2 separate regions of the Rattus norvegicus genome follow, and region 2 is linked to region 1. The links are chromatin contacts, called in public Hi-C maps. All regions are on one chromosome and are shown on one strand. Each heading gives the region's core, a stretch centred on a gene start, on an enhancer-like site or on the middle of the called end of the contact. The rest is flanking DNA. Distances are from core to core; before and after follow the strand shown. Region 1 has its middle 30 kb from the start of Trnas-aga. Region 2 holds the start of Foxo3 (forkhead box O3).

The links. A called contact is a pair of places that touch in the nucleus more often than the background predicts.
Region 2: a Hi-C map of psoas muscle shows a contact between it and region 1, with 2.2 times the contacts expected there. The contact joins the promoter of Foxo3 here to the enhancer-like site in region 1. A contact is called at or near these places in 2 of 12 Hi-C or Micro-C datasets (hepatocytes and psoas muscle) and 1 of 1 datasets of contacts at active chromatin or transcription factors (oligodendrocytes).

The regions. Positions count from the first base shown.
Region 1 is chr20:47,172,571-47,178,820 of GRCr8, forward strand. No RefSeq gene overlaps it. Among named protein-coding and RNA genes, the nearest start is that of Trnas-aga, 30 kb to the right of the region's middle. Within about 2 kb of position 2,076, at least 31 of the 93 cell types and tissues checked have an H3K27ac peak or open chromatin away from gene starts, as enhancers often do.
Region 2 is chr20:47,343,580-47,349,783 of GRCr8, forward strand. It overlaps Foxo3 (forkhead box O3), which reads right to left and starts at 3,266. Exons shown (of 4, transcript NM_001106395.1): 1 at 3,050-3,266; 2 at 1,340-2,069. The coding sequence starts at 1,957.

The sequences.
Region 1 (6,250 bases), core at 826-3,325:
TGTTTTTAGTAGACATGAAAAGCCAAATGCATATGACAGCCAAGACATAGCCGTTGCTGAGCTAGATAGGGGATACAGGACAATGACATAGAGCTGGATACCAGAACCTTACAATTTGGCAGAGAGAGAACATGCATGGAAGGAGCTAGCTCGTAAATGGGTCTGAGAAATGAACCTCGGCATGGAGAGACAGGATGTTCATGGCCATAAAACCCTTCAGGAACAAGGAGGGCAGGCTTTCGGGATGACTGTCATAAGGAGAGGATTGGCCTAGCCATGCAGAGGACCCTTGCTATTGGCAGGAGAAGCCACCTGTGCTGGTTAGATTTTCATCGAGCTGATACTAGCTAGAGTCATCTAGGAAGAGGGGTAGCCTCCATCGGCTTGGCTTGTGGCATGGCTGTGTGACATTTTCTTCATTAGTGATTGAGCAGAGCCCAGTGCACTCTGGGAAGTGCCATCCCTGGGCAGGCCGTTCTGAGTTATGTAAGAAAGGAGATTGAGCAAGCCAATGGAGCCCCTTGTGCTTCAGTTCCTGCCCTGAGTTCCTGTTCTGGTTTCCCTTCATTATGGGCTGGAAGTGGTAAACCAAAATAAAAACCCTGTCCTCCCCGTGTTGCTTTTGGTCTTAGTGTTTATCACAGGAAAGTAGGGTGCTGCTCCTGGCCTAAAACCCTAAGCGTCATCACAGATCCCAAATGCCTTCCCAACACATCCGGCACTCCATCAGCCTCGTAAAACAAAGAACGGAACTTTACCAGACCCTACAAACTCATAGAAGGGCAGAGAGGTTTCAAATCCACAGCCAAAAGCTTCGTGTCTGCTACAGGCGATGGGGACTCTTGAGCTGGTGGACAGGGGCGGGTTGCCGAAAAGGGTCATGTTGTCAGTACTTTCTTTCTTCAGAATCCGGAGCACAGACGGCCACCATTTTGCCAAGAAGCGAGATGGGGGGAGGGGCGTTATAAGAGTGCCTAGTTTCCCCTTCATCTGCTTGTCTCCAACTTCTATTCTGTGCCTCCAGCCGTTGCCATATGTTCACAGATTTCAGAGCCACAATAAACGCCTTTGCTCATCTTCAGCATCCCCATCCAATCTCATCACGACGCCCTGCTCCCTCCGCTCCCTCCCTTTCTGCGTTCAGGGCAGCCATAGAGAACAGTCCACACTCCACATTCACAAACCGGGGGCTTAGTCCGAGCCTTCAACCTTGGTTTGAGACGGGGTCTCTTATGTCGTTTTTTTCCCCCACCGTGTACACCGGACTACCCAGCCACTCTCTGAGTTCCCAGGGTTCTTTGGTCCCTGCCTCTCATCTCCCTCATAGGGCCATTGAGCGTACGGACATGCCCCCGGGGTTTTCCTTGGTTCTAAGGGATTTGAACTCAATCCTCATGCTCATGCAACAAATGCTTTTACCCAGTGAGCCCAGCTTTGTGGATTCTAACGGTTGATACTTAAGAGTTGAACCTTCCAGAGAGAACTCACAAGTTTGCGCAGCTAAGGAAAAGGCTCATGAATGTCACCACCATGAATGTCACCACCACCACCACCACCACACACACACACACACACACACACCCATGCTTCCTCTGCACCCTGTCTTCCCCCTCTATACAGGGTTACTCTGTGTAGCCCTAGCTGTCTTGGAACTCACTTTGTAGACCAGGCTAGCCTCGATCACAGTGACCTGCCTGCCTCTGCCTCCTGATGCTGGGATTAAAGGCGTGTGCCACCACCATCTGGCTCCCTTTTTTAAAAAAAATTCACATATCCTTCCATTAGCAGCCTCTCACACAAGATAGGAAATGGGCCTTAGGTGCTCATTAGGGCCTCAGCCCACTTGTGCTTGAGAGTGAAAAGTAAGACCGAGATCCACGAGGGGTGACAGAAAGGGACCGCTTCCGGTCTGTTGCAGCCTTCTCCACTAGGCTGGCAGAGTCGTTCCCTTTCTCTTTCAACCCATGACAACATCCAATTTTTTGCAAAAGCTCTTGGGGAAGAAAGCCTGACCTAGCCACCCCCACCTCCAGGATCCCAAACAGGCCAGCCCAGCCCCTGGGATGTCTGCCCAGTACTCTGGCCTCAGAGGAGCTGCAGGCTTCCAGAATGGAGTTGGAGCCTCTCCACATATAAAGTCGGCTCCTAAGGGATGAAGCGGAACCCCACACCTGCTCCCTGCCACAGCTCAGAAGGCTGGAGGATACACAGGGACTGCAAACTCAAGCGAAGAAAGGAAGGCTAGAAAACAGTTCGTGTCTCCCCTGTTCTTCCCCAGGGAGACCAGGAGCTTCACGAACCAGGCTTCTCTCAGTGGAGCAGGGGACAGTGGGGGAACTCCCAGGGAAGCATGACAGGAAGGGTGGAATGATCCAGAAAAGCAACTGAAACCACTGCTTTTGTGTGTGAGCCAGCTTGTGGGTTTCTATGACTTGTCCCCACCCTTGTCAGTGAGAAACGCAACCCGGTTTCCACTCAGTATTTCCTCAGGGACCACAAGTGGCTTCCCAGCCTGCAGGCCCCAGATGACCTAGTCCACAGCTCTCTCCTTGTTCCCTTTGAACGGCACCTTGCCCAGCCATGACCGTCTACAGAACTCACACAGAGAATCCCGGAAGACTGTCAAGCAGGACTCTAGGGAGGAGGCTCTAATGGCAATCACCCTACTTGATGTTGCCACGGGGACTATAGAAGGCATCTCACCTGGGACCTGCCCTGCTCCTTCTCCCATTGACACCCACAGGGCTGAACCAAGCGGCCGAGTCCGTCCTATATGACTCCTGGTCACACTCATGACTCACCAGACCGAGAGAGTATACACCCAGTCTGGGCAGAACCAGCTGAATGAGAACATGATTGGAAAGTATGGGGTCATGGCTTCAAGAGAGGGTATCAACCCCAAGAGCTATACAGCAGCCATGCTGGGCCTTGCAAGGCAAAAGCAGGAGGGAAGGAGTGGGGATTGGTTACTATTAGATCTATTCTCACATCCTCCCCTGTGAGGCTTTCGGGTGTCCAAGCCTCTCTCCAGCTTGGTGCCTTCCCCAACTCCCCCAGGTTTTTTTTCTTAATGTACTTCCAGAAAAGCTCCTACTAAGGCAGTGAGTCACCATTTCCTGAGCACACCCTCCTTATCTTGTTTGCATTTTCTTCTCACACTCTTCCCTGGGAGAGGGTATCATCTGCATGTTATGGCTAAAGCAGCCCAGGTCATAGCCTCTCAAGGTCTCCAGACAAAGGGTGGGGGTTGGGGGGGTGGGGGTGGGGTATAGGGAAGGTGGGGGGTGGGGTGGGGTATAGGGAAGGTGGGGGATGGGGGGGAGCAGGTCATTAACCAGGACCCAGCATGGCCACACCCCCTAACCTCACCCCCTAACCTCAAAAGAACACTTCTGATGCAAGCAGGGTTTTTGATTTTGTTGTTATCTTTTTAATTGCAGTGGGACCTCTCAGCCCAGTCATGACCCAAGTTTCTGGACACTTAACTGTTGTCAAAGATCAACCTGGAAGTTGGAATTCAGTGTCTCGTGCAAAGGGAAGCAGGTAGGGACATGGACTCTCATGGGTGTATGCGATGTGAAAGCCAACGTTATTAAGAATGAGTGGGGGACCAGGTGTAGTGGCATATACCTTTAACCCCAGCCCTTGAGAGCTAGAGGCCGGTAGATCTCTATAAAATTCAAAGCCAGCCTGGTCTACAAAGAGGATAGGGCTACACAGAGAAACCTTGTTTCAAACAAAACAAAAAGGAAACAAAACAACAAAAGAACTAGAGGCCAGGGAGACATTGGGGGAGGGATAAAGGGGTAAATGAAAGACACTGCTGAAAGCTAGAGGTTTCCCTGGGAGGAAAGAGCTCGATTTTCCTTTGTCTGTGAGTTTTATAAGGAAACTGGACAAAAGCTGAGCTGACCTCTTTTGAGACTGATTAGTTCTCTCCCTCTTGTGCACCAAGCCAAAGAAGGGCCCACATGCTCTACCATGCCCAACCAGGGAGAAGATTGCGTGTTTTTCTTAAGCTGTCCACCCAGTGCAGGGGAGTTAAAACTGCTCTGGACATCCCTGAACCCAGCTTTGACCTTGAGTGGCTAACTGTTAAGTCACTGGCCAGCTTTACTACCCTCGGACCCTGTAACTGTCTGGGGCACCGTTAATTACACTCAGCTCTCTCTGCCCTTGAATTTACAAGATCAGCTGGTTGGTTGCTTTACCAGGGCAAACAGTTAACTCTGTCAGGACCACCAAGCTGCAGTTCCTCTTGGTGAGCTGGTGTTCAGCTCCTTGTCTGTGGAGGTTTCTGTGGTTTTGGAGCTGTGAGCATCACCAGAAGCCAGGCTGTATGAAGTACTTGGTGCCTTTGATATGCTTTTCAGGAGCTTTAAAGGGCTCAGAGCCCCATCTTTCCTCCTACCTGCCTAGCTTGGTTATCTCACCTCTAGCTCAAGCCTCCTAATTTACCTTCCCCTTCCTCACTACCTCACACACTGCTGTTTTAACCCTTAATCTTCCTTTAAACTTCTCTGTTCTCGCTGTAACCTATGAGAGCAACAGGCAGTTTTCACAATTGGCCCTTGCCCCTGCTATCTACAGAGAGCTGTCTCCAGCCCCAGGTACAGGAAAAGAAGCCCCAGCACCAAAGAGAAAAACCTCAAAAACACACACTTCCAGGCACACCCGTGGGTTTCAAGGTGGCATCGGGAGCTCCACCTCACCATTTGCCATGGTCCCCAGCCCCCGGTCTTTGGGAACAGGATGCATTGCCGCACCTTCCTGGAGAACCATTCCCTTACAGAGCTATACAAAGCTACAGTGTTGCCATAGTTTATCATGCTGTGCTTTTCTCTCTCTCCGGGGCACCAGTGATAACGATGAAAGGTAACACTGGGCCTAATCATCCCTCTGGTGATTTCTACGCCAATTAATTAGGACACTGCAACTGCTTTGGTTTTGGTTTTGGCTTTGGCTTTTGGTTTTTTGGTTTTCTTCCCCCACCCCTGCCATTTTTTTAATCCACAGCTCTTCGGAAGCATCAATTCAAATATGGTGCTAGAAGTAGAATGTCTCCCCAATATGCGTGAGGCTCTCGGTTCAAATTCCAGTAAAAAAGAAATACATTTGACTCGGATAACACACAATTCATTCGTCTAAAATGCTCGGTTCTTTATTTTTGACATATTGATGTAATTTTTTCATTGTTATATAAAAGTTACTATTAAAAAAAAGCCTAGGGTTGGGGATTTAGCTCAGTGGTAGAGCGCTTGCCTAGCAAGCGCAAGGCCCTGGGTTCGGTCCCCAGCTCCGGGGGAAAAAAAAAGCCTATATAAATATGGCTATGTGAAATTAACTGCAGTGGCTTTAATTGCAGTCACAATGTACTTCTCGGGGGTGCCTCTCTCTCTCTCTCTCTCTCTCTCTCTCTCTCTCTCTCTCTCTCTCTTCCCTCCCTCGTTCACTCTCCAAGAGAAAGGCCCTCTCTCCTGTAATGCTTTCTTTGCTCTGCACAAAAGGCCTAGACTAGAAGGTTTGATCCAGCATGAATTTCTGCTGCTGCCAAGTTCCTCTGACAGGACTTCCAGCTTTGAGGGTGTTTCCAGAGTGCTAAGCCCACTGCCTTAGGGCCAGGCTGTGGCTCCTCAGTCCGAGGTCCTATATTTGCAGTCACCAGTGAGAGTCAGCAGAACGACTTTGAGGGATAAAAACTTCCCACTGTGCTGGCCCTGAGCAGACATCCAGATGCCGGACTTTGAGTGTTCGCTTCCTTCTTCTCATCTCCTTGGCCTGTAGTTTCATACTCGTCCTGACTCCTGTGAAAAGAGGCTTTCTGGAAACTGAGTCTGCTTGGGTGCCAATGTGGATGCTGTGTTTTCACGACTGTGGGGAGGGTGACTCCTGAGTAGCGCTAGACTCTTACCTCTGTGGTCCAGGGGTGTAGGAGGACCCTCCTCTTGAAGTCTTCTCAGGAAGGGAAGAAAGCCTTCTGGAAATGAGAGTGTAGTTTGCAAGCCACCCGACAGACACTAGTAAGAGCATTTCCCGAAGGTTCTGCCACCAAGTGCATCCTCTGGGGCTGTCATTACTGCCACTGGCCGTTAACATGGGCAATCGACAGACGAGATCCCTGGTGAGGATCTTCTGTGTAATTAAATGTACGAGCGTGTCCTCCCACAAAAGAGAGGGCAAAAAGCTCCTGTCTGTAAATGACTTTCCCTAATCCTGAGTGACAGCATGCTGTTGCTAGGCACCTATTTTT
Region 2 (6,204 bases), core at 2,016-4,515, 170 kb after region 1:
GAAATCAGTAAAATTAAATCAACTCTCAGCTTGTAACATCAGCATCTGTACCTTCTGAAATGTGGGATGGCAACGAAGCACACAGTTTTGCTTGTAAACCATCCACGCAAGGCTGTTCCGTACTAGACCCTCTTTTTTCAAGTCACTTTATCTGCAGGGCTCTTCCGTGGGTTTAATTTCGGGTCTCTGGAAAGATAAACTGCTCTAATTTATACACCAAGAAACAGTGAGGTAGGAAAAGGAAGAAAACGGCAAACAGGAGCAACTGCCAAGTGACTTAGCTTCAGAGATGTGGGAGCCTGTGGCTGCTTTCAGGGGAATGGGCCTAGAGGTGCCCAGAAGGGCAGGACAGCCCAGCAGGGGACCAGGAGTCAATCTCTTTGGATGCCCAACTGCAGGAAGTCATTACATCATAGGCCTTTCCTCACCTCTCTCCCTACCACGTGTCAGGTGCCCCAAGAGGCTGAAAGGGAACAGAAGAGTCTCTCCTCTGGCTCCTTTATAGACAGAAGCCATTATGGCCCAACCCTGCTATCAGCCCTCCCTCCCTCCCACACAGGTAAAGCTCAGACGGAGTCCCCGACACGTGACTCCCGCCTCAAACGTTGCCAGAGGCAGCATAGACCTCCACCGGAGCAGCAGGTGTAGCCAGTACACCCTTAGATGACAAACCCGACCTGTTCCAAGCCCCAGAGCATTTCAGAGGCTACCTGCTGGCAGGCTTGCTGGAGTGACATCTCTAAAGAGTAAAGGTTTGTGAGGAAAGGCGAGAGCCGGCCAGAACAGTCCGCAATCGTTGCTTTTTCTAATGGGATCGATTTGCCTGTTGGTGTCAACACCCACAAGCACAAGTTGAACCCCAAGAGCCTCACTCAGTTTCCTGGTATCAGTCTTGATACCAGGACTTGAACGCAGTCCCAAACACCATACACACACACACACACACACACACACACACACACACACACACCTTCCCTCCACCTACACTGTCCTCGGTGCATCCACCCCCTGTATTCCAAAGTTGGCCGCGGATCTACCTCCTCCCCGCAGTTGGGGTAATCCAGCAAATACAAACGTCTTGGTCCTTTCTCCTTAGTGTGCGTTGCGCACAGCCTCCTCACCTGGGCATGCCCAAAGCTTGCCCAGGGCCCTCCCTTCCCACGGAGGCCATCCCCAGGCTTCCCTCCTGTAGAAGTGAAAAGAATCCCCTTCCCCAAAGCCTCACAACATAAGCTCCTCTGCAACCCTCTCCGGGCGTTGGCAAACCGACCGCTTCCATACGCGCTTGGCGCTGAGTAGGCCTGGCAGGTCCGGCCGCCAGCCCCTGATAGGCACGCACCTTCCAGCCCGCAGAGCTGTTGCTGTCGCCCTTATCCTTGAAGTAGGGCACACAGCGCACCATCCACTCGTAGATCTGGGACAAAGTGAGCCGTTTGTCCGGGGAGCTCTCGATGGCGCGGGTGATCAGGTCAGCGTAGGACAGGTTCCCCCAGGCATTCCGCCGCGAGGAGCATTTCCTCGGTTGCCCAGAGCCCCCAGCCGCCCCCGGCTGCGGCGGTGGCAGTGGCTGCTGAGGCTGCAGCTGCGTCTGCGTGCCCCCACTCAGCGCGCCTGCGGAGGACGCTGGCCCCGTCCCGAGGTCCTGCCCTCCGGGAGACAGCAGCCTGGCCGAATCTTCGAGGAGCAGCCCGGAGCCCAGCGCACTGCTCACGCCGCCACCGATCACCATGGCCGAGCTGCCTCGGCCGCCGCTGTCCTCGTCGTCTTCATCGTCGTCCTCCTCGGGGATCATGGAGTCTGCCGCCGTCTCCCCCGAGGGCTTGGCCGGGCTCGCCTGCAGCTCCGGCCTCTGCAGGGGCCACGTACAGGAGCGTGGCCGACTCTGTGGCTCGAACTCTGGGTCCAGCTCCACTTCGAGCGGAGAGAGCGGGACCGGGGAGGCTGGTGCCTCTGCCATCTTCGCTGCCTGCCCGCCGCCCGCGGCTTGGGCTCTTGCTCTCTCCTCTCGCGCCCAGGCTGGGTGCGGCGGGGGAGGGACAGGGCGCCGCGAAGGCTCGAGCTCCAGCTACCTAGGGAAGCGCGAAGAGAGAGTTGGTTATCCCGTGCAGGAGCCTAGTCCACGGAGACTCCTCGCCCGCGGCCGCCACCTAGAACGGATAGACCTGGGGACGTGCGTCCCGCGAACCTGGCGCAGCAGACGCCGCCCCCTGGACAGGCCGCCCCGGAGACGCGAGCGAATCGACGGCCGCGCGCGGGGCAGCCCCCTCCCCCGCTGCCGTCGCCAGAACGGCAGGTCTCTCCCGGGCTGGGTGGCGGGGCGGAGGGGGGAGGGGTGCCCCGGGGGAAGGGTGGCCGCGCGCCTGAGAGAGTGGGCGGCCTCCCGACCCCAACAGCACAGCAGTGGTCGGAGGGCGTGCGTGCGTTTGTTTACGTTTGGCTCCCGCCCGCTCAAGTGCCTCCCGCGGAGGCGCAGCCGAAGTCAGCAGAGTCCTGGGCTCTTCTCCGGTTCCCCGGCCCTGCGAGCCTCCTCCTCCCCCCGCTGCACACCCCTCCCAGACCAGTGGCCCCCTAGGGCTGGCGCAGGCAACTCCCGTCTTTTCCTCTCCACCCGCGGACCAGCAGGGCGAGCGTGGGGTCTGGGTGCAGACCTGCCAGGGTGACTTCCAACGAGAGAGGACCGACCCCGCAGGACCCGCTAAGAAGATCTGAGGTGTATTTTCGCGGGGACGTGGGGCCCTCCGCCCCCTTCCAGGTCAGAAACGGGAAGGAGGAAGCAAGTGGGAACATAAATCTTCCAACAGGTCGGGAAGCGCCAAATCTCTCGGACTGCAAGAAAACCCGGACCAGCACGTTCATCACCTCCTTGCTCCCGCTGCTGCCATCTTGACAGTTCCCCCCTTCCCTCAAGTCCTTTAAAGACACTAGCGGGAGAGAAGGGGGAGAGCACACCGAGTCACGGGGAGGGAAAGGGAAGCGCCTGGCCCAGCTCGGAAACAGATCCGGAGTCACTGGAAAGGCGGCCGCCCCGCTGCACAGCTCCAGCGCCTACCTCGGCTCCTTCCCTTCAGGGACGAGGCGGGAGGGCGTACGATTCCGCGCGAGCCCAGGGCACCGCGACGAGGGGACGCTCGGGCCGCCGCCGCAGCCCGCCGGAGGAACCGCCTGTCAGCCTGTGCTGCGCCGCCGCCTTCCACATTCCTCCTCCTCCCTTCCACGAGCAGGGCGGCCGCGGCAGCAGCACAAAGTTATAGACACTCGCAGGGAGCCTCAACCTAGGCTGACGGCGGGGCGGGTCCCCGCCCAGGGGGAGGGCTGGGGCGGGGGCCGGGAGTGCTGCTGTGCGTGCGTGTGGGAGTGCGCGTGTGTGCGCACTCGCGCCTGCGCGGGGCTGCGGGAGTGGGGGTCGGGCGCGCGGGTCGGGACTCGGCCGGGCTCCGGCAGCCCTCGGTGCCCGGGTCACACACTCTGGAATCGCAGCAGCCCACGCTGGCCCGGGACGGGAGGCCAAGTCGGAGCACACCGCTGGGCGCCGCCGCGCGCCCTCTCTGCCTCGGGCCCTGCGTTTGCCTCTTGGGTCCCCGGCCTGCCCGTGGGTGCGTGGGGTCGGAGCCCGCCCCAGTATTGGGTTCCTCATTAGAACCTGACACCAGGTAACACCCGAGATAAGACGCCAGCCGCAGGTGACAGGGGTTACCTTGGCGTGGAAACACTGGCCGGCGAAGATAGCGGTGCCTTTCATCAGGCACCAAAAGGTGTGGACTGGACCCTCACCTGGGACGCCCAGCGACAGTCGTGCTTCGCTTTTTCACGGATTTGAAGGCAAACCGGAAAAGCGTAGCTCAGGAGGAAAAGTGCAGTGCGCCCCAGTCTAAACGCAGAAGCAGCAGATACCTAACTGGAAGCGGGCAACAGTTTTCTTAGGATAAAGCAGCCGGCTACGTGCTTGACTTTTTCAAGTCTTTAGACTTCAACTGGCGCCTTCACATTCCCTTACCCCAGGATCCGTGCCACTAGGCCGTACGGGTGTGCTTTCCTGCGCCACATGCGACATGCATAACCAAAAATCTCCCCATTTTGATTCATAGGTATCTTTCAAAACAAAACCCTCTCAGTCACTGCAGCTAAAGTCTGGGCTCCGCGACAACCCTATACCCCAAAACAGTCAGCCTAGAAGAGCCTGCAGGGGCCGCCCACCCCGAAACTCCGGCCTCCAGGCTTTACGCGCGGCCCGTCACTCAAGTGACGTGGGGCCCCGCCCCTGCACCAAGCTAGTTCGACGGGTACAAACAGATGATGTCATTGTCTCTACACGCGCGTGACCCCGGAGCCCTGCGCCGCGTCGCCATTCGCTGCGCGGCTTCCTCGTCAAGCCACGCCGAGCGCTGACTGGCCGCCGCCGCTAGTCTCCGGGCTCCAGACGCCCCTCTCTCTCCCCTTCGCCCCCGCCCCCAGCAAATAATAAACAATCGAGTAAAATTGGAAGGACAGAGGGGAGGGAGAGCGAAGGCGCTCCGGGACGCAGCCTTCGGCGCGCAGGTGACCGGAGGACTAGAGGAGGACTGTGCGGGGAGGAGGGAAAGGAGGTAGGGAGCGGACCTGGGCGGCCACGCTCCATCAGGGCAAGAAACTTGCAGAACCTCGGCGAGGTCAGCCTGATAGGGTAGCGGGCGTTAGGACCCCAGGGCCCAGGAGAGATGGGCTGGGCGGAGCCTGGCGGGCTGGGCGGGGCCTGGCTACGCAGAAGCCCGTGGGCGGAGCCTGGCGGCACGTGCGGGAGGAGGGGGCGCGTTGCTCAGGCTCGCCCAGGACGCGCAGCCTCCGCGGCTGGCGCGCTTGTTTACCAGCACACGTGTGTGTTATTTTCGAAATGGAATGTGAGGCTGGCGGGCGCGTGGGGCCGCCCGCGTCGGCGGAGGGACGGGGTGAGGCCCGCGCTGCCGCAGCCTCCCCGGGCACTGTTTGCGAGGCAGCCCGGCTGGCTCGTAACGCGCTTCCCGCGTAGCCCGGAGGTTCCGGCCACGCATCTGGACGGCGAGATTCTCGCGCTACCTAAGCAGCTGCGGAGACCAAGGGCGCCGAACGAAAAGCGCTGCCTCTCTCGCGTGCTCTTGGGGCTCCTGCCTTCGCCAGAACAAAGCCACAGCCTTAGGTACACTCCAGTGCACCCACCTGGACCACGAGGTGGACTCTGCGTGGTCTGTGCCCTTGCTCCAAGTATCCCCAGTCCTTCGGGCTGCATGGCTCGGCCCATTTACGAGTAAATACAGTTCCGTCGCCTCGGCTTGTCTTGGGAAAGGGAAGCTGAAGAGAGGAATTCTGCCTTCTAGGGTTGCTATCTACCTTAGGACCCACCCCTGTCCTTTGGAATCTGCTCCGCTAAGAAGCCCGGAACTTGATTTTGATTAACAGCCTGGCAATGAGGGATCGCAAATTCGGCTTCCAGTGCCTGTACCCCTAAATGGGTGGAGATTTACGCAAAGAGGTTAGGGTTTATTACCCGGAATCTGGTGTTGGGCTCTATGCCCAGAACCGACGCTTTGCAGTGTGCAACGCAAACCCCAAAGACTTCACTCACTGTTTTTCACACACACACACACACAAACACACACGCCATGAAAGAAAGCTATGCATCTGCAAGTCTAAGCAGTTCGTCCCATTAGAGTACAGTCCCGCAAAAGTAAAAAGAATATGTTAACACTGGCTCGCTCTGAACCATTAGGTTTTTACTGTAAACACGCTGTGTTCTTTTACACAATGCATATCCTAAGAGCATGCAAAAATGTGCGGCATTATAAGAGTTTGTGGATTCATTGAGAGCACTCTGACCCTGACATTAAGGGAATGGGGACCAGACACTCGATGCCATTTCTCTCAAAGACTTAGTCTTACTTGGTGCCACAAGATATATATAAAAGTTCATTATTTCAAGAGTTTGAAATCAGTGCAAGACAAACCAAGGACATGTACAAAATGTTAGTTAACTGTCAGATGTCTGTGTTTCACGCAGGGATTTATCCCTGAGGTTACTTCCTATGGGAAAACTCACACGCAGGCATGCACTGAGCCTTAGATATCATTCCTCTGATTTTTCCTTTGCCTGCCCTTCGTAGACCTCCTGATCTATCTCCATTTCTCCTCACCATCTTTGTTTTCACCTAAACTTTATTATTGTAGGAAAACTGAGGACATACAGTGAGTGTTGGC